Regions from separate parts of the Mus musculus genome. Here region 1 is linked to region 2. Evidence: chromatin contacts called from public Micro-C data. All regions are on one chromosome and are shown on one strand. Each heading gives the region's core, a stretch centred on a gene start, on an enhancer-like site or on the middle of the called end of the contact. The rest is flanking DNA. Distances are from core to core; before and after follow the strand shown.

What was found. A called contact is a pair of places that touch in the nucleus more often than the background predicts.
Region 1: a Micro-C map of the G1E-ER4 cell line shows a contact between it and region 2, with 4 times the contacts expected there. The contact joins the promoter of Clcn3 here to the enhancer-like site in region 2. A contact is called at or near these places in 5 of 39 promoter capture datasets (the 3T3-L1 cell line, the C10 cell line, hippocampal neurons and 2 more), 2 of 15 datasets of contacts at CTCF or cohesin (CD8 T cells and the NIH/3T3 cell line), 51 of 484 Hi-C or Micro-C datasets (the Ba/F3 cell line, the C10 cell line, CD8 T cells and 35 more), 14 of 115 datasets of contacts at active chromatin or transcription factors (CD8 T cells, the SCID.adh cell line, astrocytes and 8 more) and 3 of 9 other capture datasets (adipose tissue, liver and pancreatic islet).

What each region holds. Positions count from the first base shown.
Region 1 is chr8:60,981,732-60,984,815 of GRCm38.p6, reverse strand. It overlaps Clcn3 (chloride channel, voltage-sensitive 3), which reads left to right and starts at 1,505. Exons shown (of 13, transcript NM_173873.1): 1 at 1,505-2,040.
Region 2 is chr8:60,948,128-60,951,381 of GRCm38.p6, reverse strand. The region is part of intron 2 of Clcn3 (chloride channel, voltage-sensitive 3); the gene reads left to right. Among named protein-coding and RNA genes, the nearest start is that of Clcn3, 34 kb to the left of the region's middle. Within about 2 kb of position 1,336, at least 13 of the 459 cell types and tissues checked have an H3K27ac peak or open chromatin away from gene starts, as enhancers often do. A contact at or near this core is called in the G1E-ER4 cell line, the N1E-115 cell line and rod photoreceptor, where this site is marked.

The DNA of each region.
Region 1 (3,084 bases), core at 256-2,755, 33 kb before region 2:
ACCAGTTGATGTATGACTTTACCCGGTGTCATGGGGCAGTAGACAGAGGGGAGGTTCCGGCCAGATGGTGTCGACTCAGACAAGATAGCCTTGCCTGCGCCGTCCTTGCATTTTTTCATTTTTACAGTCAAGCTGTTCTTAGGAATGTCTTAACAACAGCCCTGTCTGTTCTGCTTTGTTCTCGGCCCCAGGCCACGGGCTCATAGACAACTCTTTTACATGAATCACAAGTTACAAAATCTCATTTTCCTTCAGGAGTACTTACAGAAAGGCTTACATCTAACCTGGAAACAGTTAAAATTATTTCTCTGAAGAGAGTAAAGATTGAGAACTACTAGTGTGGTTGGATGTATGCCAGAAATTAAGTATTTTACTTCTGTCAAGCTTGAAGTAGAACACAGCACTTCTGGTATGCCACAAACTGTGCCCACCACATGTTTTAAAATAAATTATTCTCACAAATCAGTGTATAAGTGTTACCAAAAAACCAACCAACCAAACAAACAAACGAAAACAAATGTATAAGTAGACAGTTTTCTTGTCTACTTAAAGGAGTAATCTTTCACAAAAGAACTAAAACAGTTCAGAAGGAATCTGTCATCTTTATAGAAAATAGATCGATTGGCTATGACTACTGCTTTTAATAAAAAATCTAGACGCTCCCCCTGCAAAAGAATCAGGCTACATGTCAGCAGTGAGAGCTCAAGTCACACTTAATATATGTAAGACAGTAAATATACTAGGACATTAGTATTCATTAGGCGATATATAAATATACATGAGACACTCAACCAAGACATGTCTTAATTCTGCCACCCAGTGGCGACTGCCATCCTGGTCCCACAGGTCTTGTCCAGTTACAAACACTGCACCTACCTGTTCACCAGGCTCTTGGGCAAGCTCTGGCCGAGGCCAGGAATTTATTTATGCACCTCCCTGCTGAGTCACAATACAGCTCCTTGAGCAAGGGGAACAGGCTTCCTATATATTGTGACACACGACAGGAACCCAGTATGTAAGACCACGTGGAACCCTCAGCTCTTTGGAAATGCATGGTGTCTAAATTTGGACTCATCAGGATTTTCTTTGGTATTTTTTTGTTAAAGCGCATAACCTGCGACGGCGCATAAGGCTGGATGATACCGTAGTACACTCTGTACACCATTACAGGCCCTGTAGCATTAGACGCGGCTCTGGAACCCCGGGGGTCATACGCTCGCTTCCGCCTGCTTCGGCTTCTCACCGCTGAGCGGAAGCCAGGCATTGCCACGATGCCGGGGACCGCACACTTCCGAAGCGCTTTCTCCGCCGGGGAGAACGTGAGCGACGTGAGAGCAGGTGGCACCTCGGCCGCCCAGCGTGGCCTTCGAGGCTCCCCTAGGAGGTCTTCTCCCGGCCACGCCCTGGTCACGCCCATCGCTCCATTCCGACCAATAGGCGCAGAGGTGCCTCCCAGTGCGGCCGTGGAAGTGCTTGGACGGTGGGACGCCGAGCGGCCGTTCACGTCAACGCGCTGACGTCACGCGCGTGCGACGCACCTGTCGGGCTCCGACTCCTGCAGCTTCTCTTCCAGTTCAGCGGGTCAGGGCTGGTCGCGGAATCGCTCGGCTGTCACCTCGCCAGCTCGTTGCCGGTGCGCTCGGGGCGGGCCGTCCGTCCGTCTGTCCGGAGGATGAGGCTGGAGTGGGCGGAGGCGTGAGAACCGCGTTACTTTCCTCCCGAGGTGGAGCGCGACTGCTCCTGTAGTCCTTGGAGAGCGCAGTGAGCCTCCAGTCGGGGCAGAGGCGGGTTGGTTTGAGGGCCCGCTGGAGCCGGAGGATTGAACTTCACCCTGAAACCAGCCTCCGCCGGTCCCACCTGGCCGCCTTTACGTAACCTCTCCTGAAAGGCCGGTAGCAGTAAAGTCCGCCGGGGTGGCCACCCGGCAGCGGTGTCCCGGTGAAGCTCCCGGGGCGGCTGGCGCGCGATCGCAAGCAGATGCGGGGTCCACAGGCAGCGCAGCCACCAGCCGCCCAGCTTGCTATGCCTCTGAGCTGCAAGGTGAGTCGCCAGCTGTCAGCTTCACGCCTTGACGGTGGACCGCGAGGCCGGGCTCTGGCCGAGGTGCCCACCTACCTGCTGTCCAGCCCATTAAAATCTCTCCTGTTCCCTCCCGGAACCTTCGAAGGACCTATACGTAGAATTAAAAACTAGGAACCAGCACAGAATTAGTCTTGAATTTACAGTTTGCTCAAGTTTAAAAACGTTTAGGTTTTTTTATTTTATCTTATTTGGTCTTTAGACTTATGCATATCAAATCATTTTTTGTGTGGATATTTGCGTTTTGGTAGTAAACTTGTTGAAACAGAAGTTACTTTAGAGAACTTTTCGTCCTGTGTGCTTTATTTAAAGTATGGCGTTTTAAAATTAGACCACAAGGAAGTTAATTGCATATTCATCGGGTGTGTTCTAATTCTAGGCCGAGATTTCGATTTCCTTTGAAAAGGATGACTCTTTAAGACAATTGGACCAAACCTTTTAATACCTCTCCGCGTGTGCGAGTATAAAATTTAAAAAGTTCAGTTCTGCAAACTTTTTTTGAGCCGTGTATTCAGTTCCTGCACGATCACTGTGGCTTATATATAACTGATACTTTGTAGATGTACTTTTTACCCATGAAAAATTTAGATTATTTTCCTTGGGTCAGTTTTACATACCTCTGTAAATTACAAAAAAAAAAAATGGTTTTTCAGTTCGGGAGTATATACAAGAAGTCCAATGCTTATGTGGATGTTGTTGAGCAGTTTTGAGAGGTGCTGTTTCTGCTGATGTGTTGTTTGTTGTTTTTTAAATATGGCTTTAAATTTAAGTGTATGACGTATGGGTATTTTCTCACATTGAATGTTTATATGGTGTTGACAGAATTTATCACAGATACTGTTCAACCCCTGCCCCTTCCTCTCCCTTTGCTACTTACTTCAAAGCCTCTCTTTGAGTGGCAGCTCAAATTATTTTAAGAGGTCAGTATAAATAACTAAGGTCATTGCTTGGAAATAGTGCCGTCTATGTACCTTATGAAAACTTTAAAGAATTATTCTGATTCTG
Region 2 (3,254 bases), core at 87-2,586:
ATCATATCTGTCAGCAAGTTTCATTGTGAGGAGTAGAGGCAGCAGTGAAGGCGATGATTTAAATCTTTTCCCTACCCTATAATGTAAACACATTTTTCTTTCCTCCTGAAATTGTAGTAGCTTTCCACTTGTACAAATCCAGATGTTAAATGCATTCTTGTTGTCAAAAGGATATCCTATAGGCTTCTGATTAAAATAATAAAAAATTATTTGATATTACTAATGCTTGTTTTATAGTATTATTTGTCTTCATTTGTTATAAAACAGATCTGTGGTCAAATTTATACTTCCCATTATATTTACATTTTTAATAAAAATCCTAAACATTTTAAACAGACACTTTACTATGATTTATTTTAAATCATCTCATGACTTATCCTACATCAGAAATGCTTTGTATATTCAAATCTCAGGAGATGAGCACACCTCTTACCACATTTACTAAATTTGCAATGTTGATTTTTTTTCTTGCAGCAAGTTTTGTGCTTACATAGGACACTAGTGACCTAAATTGTACTTTACAATTTTGTTTTTTATTTTTAATTACTGTGCTTAATATGTAGGGTGTTTTTGTCCTTTGTATGTGTCCAAGTGCATGAGTGTGCATTTCTTCCTTTATAACTCAGACCAAAACAAAATTTACTTTAACTTCTTTTTTTGTAAATTGTTTTGATGCTGTATCTGCATCATTGCATATGCAGAGATGAGAAGTGAAGTTTGAACCTGCGTTCAGTATGCATAGGAGCTTGTAGCTACCTTGTCTAAGGCTGCTATTTATATTGAGGTGACAACAGAACATAAAACTAAACAGCACATTGAAGTAGGCAGTGGGCTCAGCAGTGGGTACTGGTTAATTGCATGCCTTCTTTGGGATTTTTGTATTAGCTTCTAGGTCTTTGTGGTTTAAGTAGTTAAATATGACTGGATGACTGAACAATTTTTCAGAGTACATACTGTTATATTTCATTTATACTGTCATTGATCTAGCCACTATCAACTGATCACTTACTAACTGCAGCTGTACATACAGATAGAGCACTCATATAGAACTTTATATATTTGACAACCCCCACTCCTACCCCGTTTTGTGTTTTCAAGCAGTTTTACGTGGTCCAGGCTGCAACCTTGAAATGTAGTTGAAGATGATCTTGATTGTCTGATCTTCCTGCTTCTACCTCCCAAGTGCTGGGATTAGATTTTGTACATACTAGGTGATTAGCTACCAGATGAGTCACATCGCAACCCTTTTTAATTTACCCAGACTCTGGGACTTCTGTTATCAACCTACATTCACCCTTCCTCCCCTTACTAGGATGACGATCCTTACTACTAAGCTCCTAGAGGAGAACACATACGTGGCTGCATCTGTTGCTCTCGAGACAGACATAACTGTGTCAGGAGACTGTTACACATGGGTTTCTGGCTCCTTCTTCCCTAGTGTTCAGTGTGTGCTTAAGTTTATCTGCTGTGATAGCAGTAACACTGGAAATGGCAAGTTCACCCTTGTGTCTTTGGAACTTGGCCTGGAGGTAATAAATGACAATCTCATTAAGCAGTGGTATGCCTGTTCTATTTGAAAATAGGTGTTTGAGTGTTTGTCTGTGAGAAAACCATTAGTTTGCTGTTTGTATAACTATGGGATTTATTACTGAATCCTGTTTTCATTTAGTACAGATCATCAACTATACATTGAAGCTTAGTAGGAGGTACATAAAGATTTTTAATTTATGGAAAAGTAGATAATCTTGATATTTATTTTTCTCTAGTTTTGTGTCAACCTTTTAGGTTTAAAATGTTGGTCAGAAAGAAATTTACCAGTATTTTTCAAAAGATGAAGAAAATGAAAATTGAAAAAATCACTACTTACTAAACAGTTTCATTTACTAAACTTTGATTTTATTTAGGTACATATCTGTAAGCTGTATCAGTTAGGGATGCTGTAGGCTACAGTCTAAGGGCTTAAAAACTAGTTTCTAAGTGTCCACCTAGAGGCATGGTTCAGTTTGATGAGCAAAGGTAGGCTCTCCATGGTGTAATGAGTCTTGAACACCCTGAGGGTGAAAGAGGGGCTGTACTGTTAGCATAGCAGTTTTACAGTGTATAATCTGTGAGCAAAACACTGCCCAAGGGTGGGAATACAACATTTTCTCCTCTTTTGTTTTTGAGGTTTTTGACTAATTATTCTGAACCTACTCTTGAGACTTGACCTAAATATATATCTTCCAATCATGAAATTATGTTTTTTGACCCTATTATTAATACAGTGGCAGTAACTTTGGAATAAATGCATAGGTTTGGGTGTTTATTCCACTACTTACTTACATTATGGTCTTGATATTATTTCATTGTATTCTTTCTTTGTTTTTCAAATTTATAAAATAGATAATAAGTCTTGCCTTATAATGATGTATTGAGTGAGCTGTACTAAGAATCATGTCTATTGCACAATAGATATTCCACAAGTGTTAGTAGTTTTTAATGTTTTCAGATGTGAGCTAGTTAATAGATCTAGCCTTTGCATGGAAAAGCTACTTTAATTCTGATGTGGCCCACTTGATATACTTTTCTCATTTATCATGTATCCTTTGTTGATAAATCTACTTGACTAATTCAAGGTCACAAAACTCTTACGTTTTCTTCTTAGGGTTTTGCAGTTTTAGCTAATTCTAATTTTGGATCAAAACATTTGAGTTTTTGTTCATGTATGTGTGAGTTGGGCATCTAGTTTCATCCTTTTGCATAGATAGCGTTCCTCAGCATCATTTGTTCAAAGCATTATTCTTGGGGCTGGAGAAATGGCTCAGTGGTTTAGAGCACTGTCTGCGCTTCCAGAGGTCCTGAGTTCAGTTCGCAGAAACCACGTGATGGCTCTTAGCCATCTATCTTAGGATATGATGCTCTCTTCTGCCATGCAGCTGTACATACAGATAGAGCACTCATTTACATAAAATAAATTTTTTTAAAAAAAGAAAAGATTATTTTTCTCTATTAGAAATATATTTTTAATATATTTATGTACCTTAATTTTTCTACAGATAAATGCATTTTATTTCCATAGTTGTCTGAGCGTTATAAAGTTCTGTGGCTATAAAAGAACAAAATGAAGCTAAAAAGTCTTCTTTGTATAGTAAGTAGGAGGCCAAGTCTGTGTACATGCAAGCCAGTCTGTGTACATAGTTCATTAGCTGAGTAGTTTTTCTAAGTCAGATCTTTCCGTATTTTTGATATTTGAACTGTGAAATTGTCACTAATTA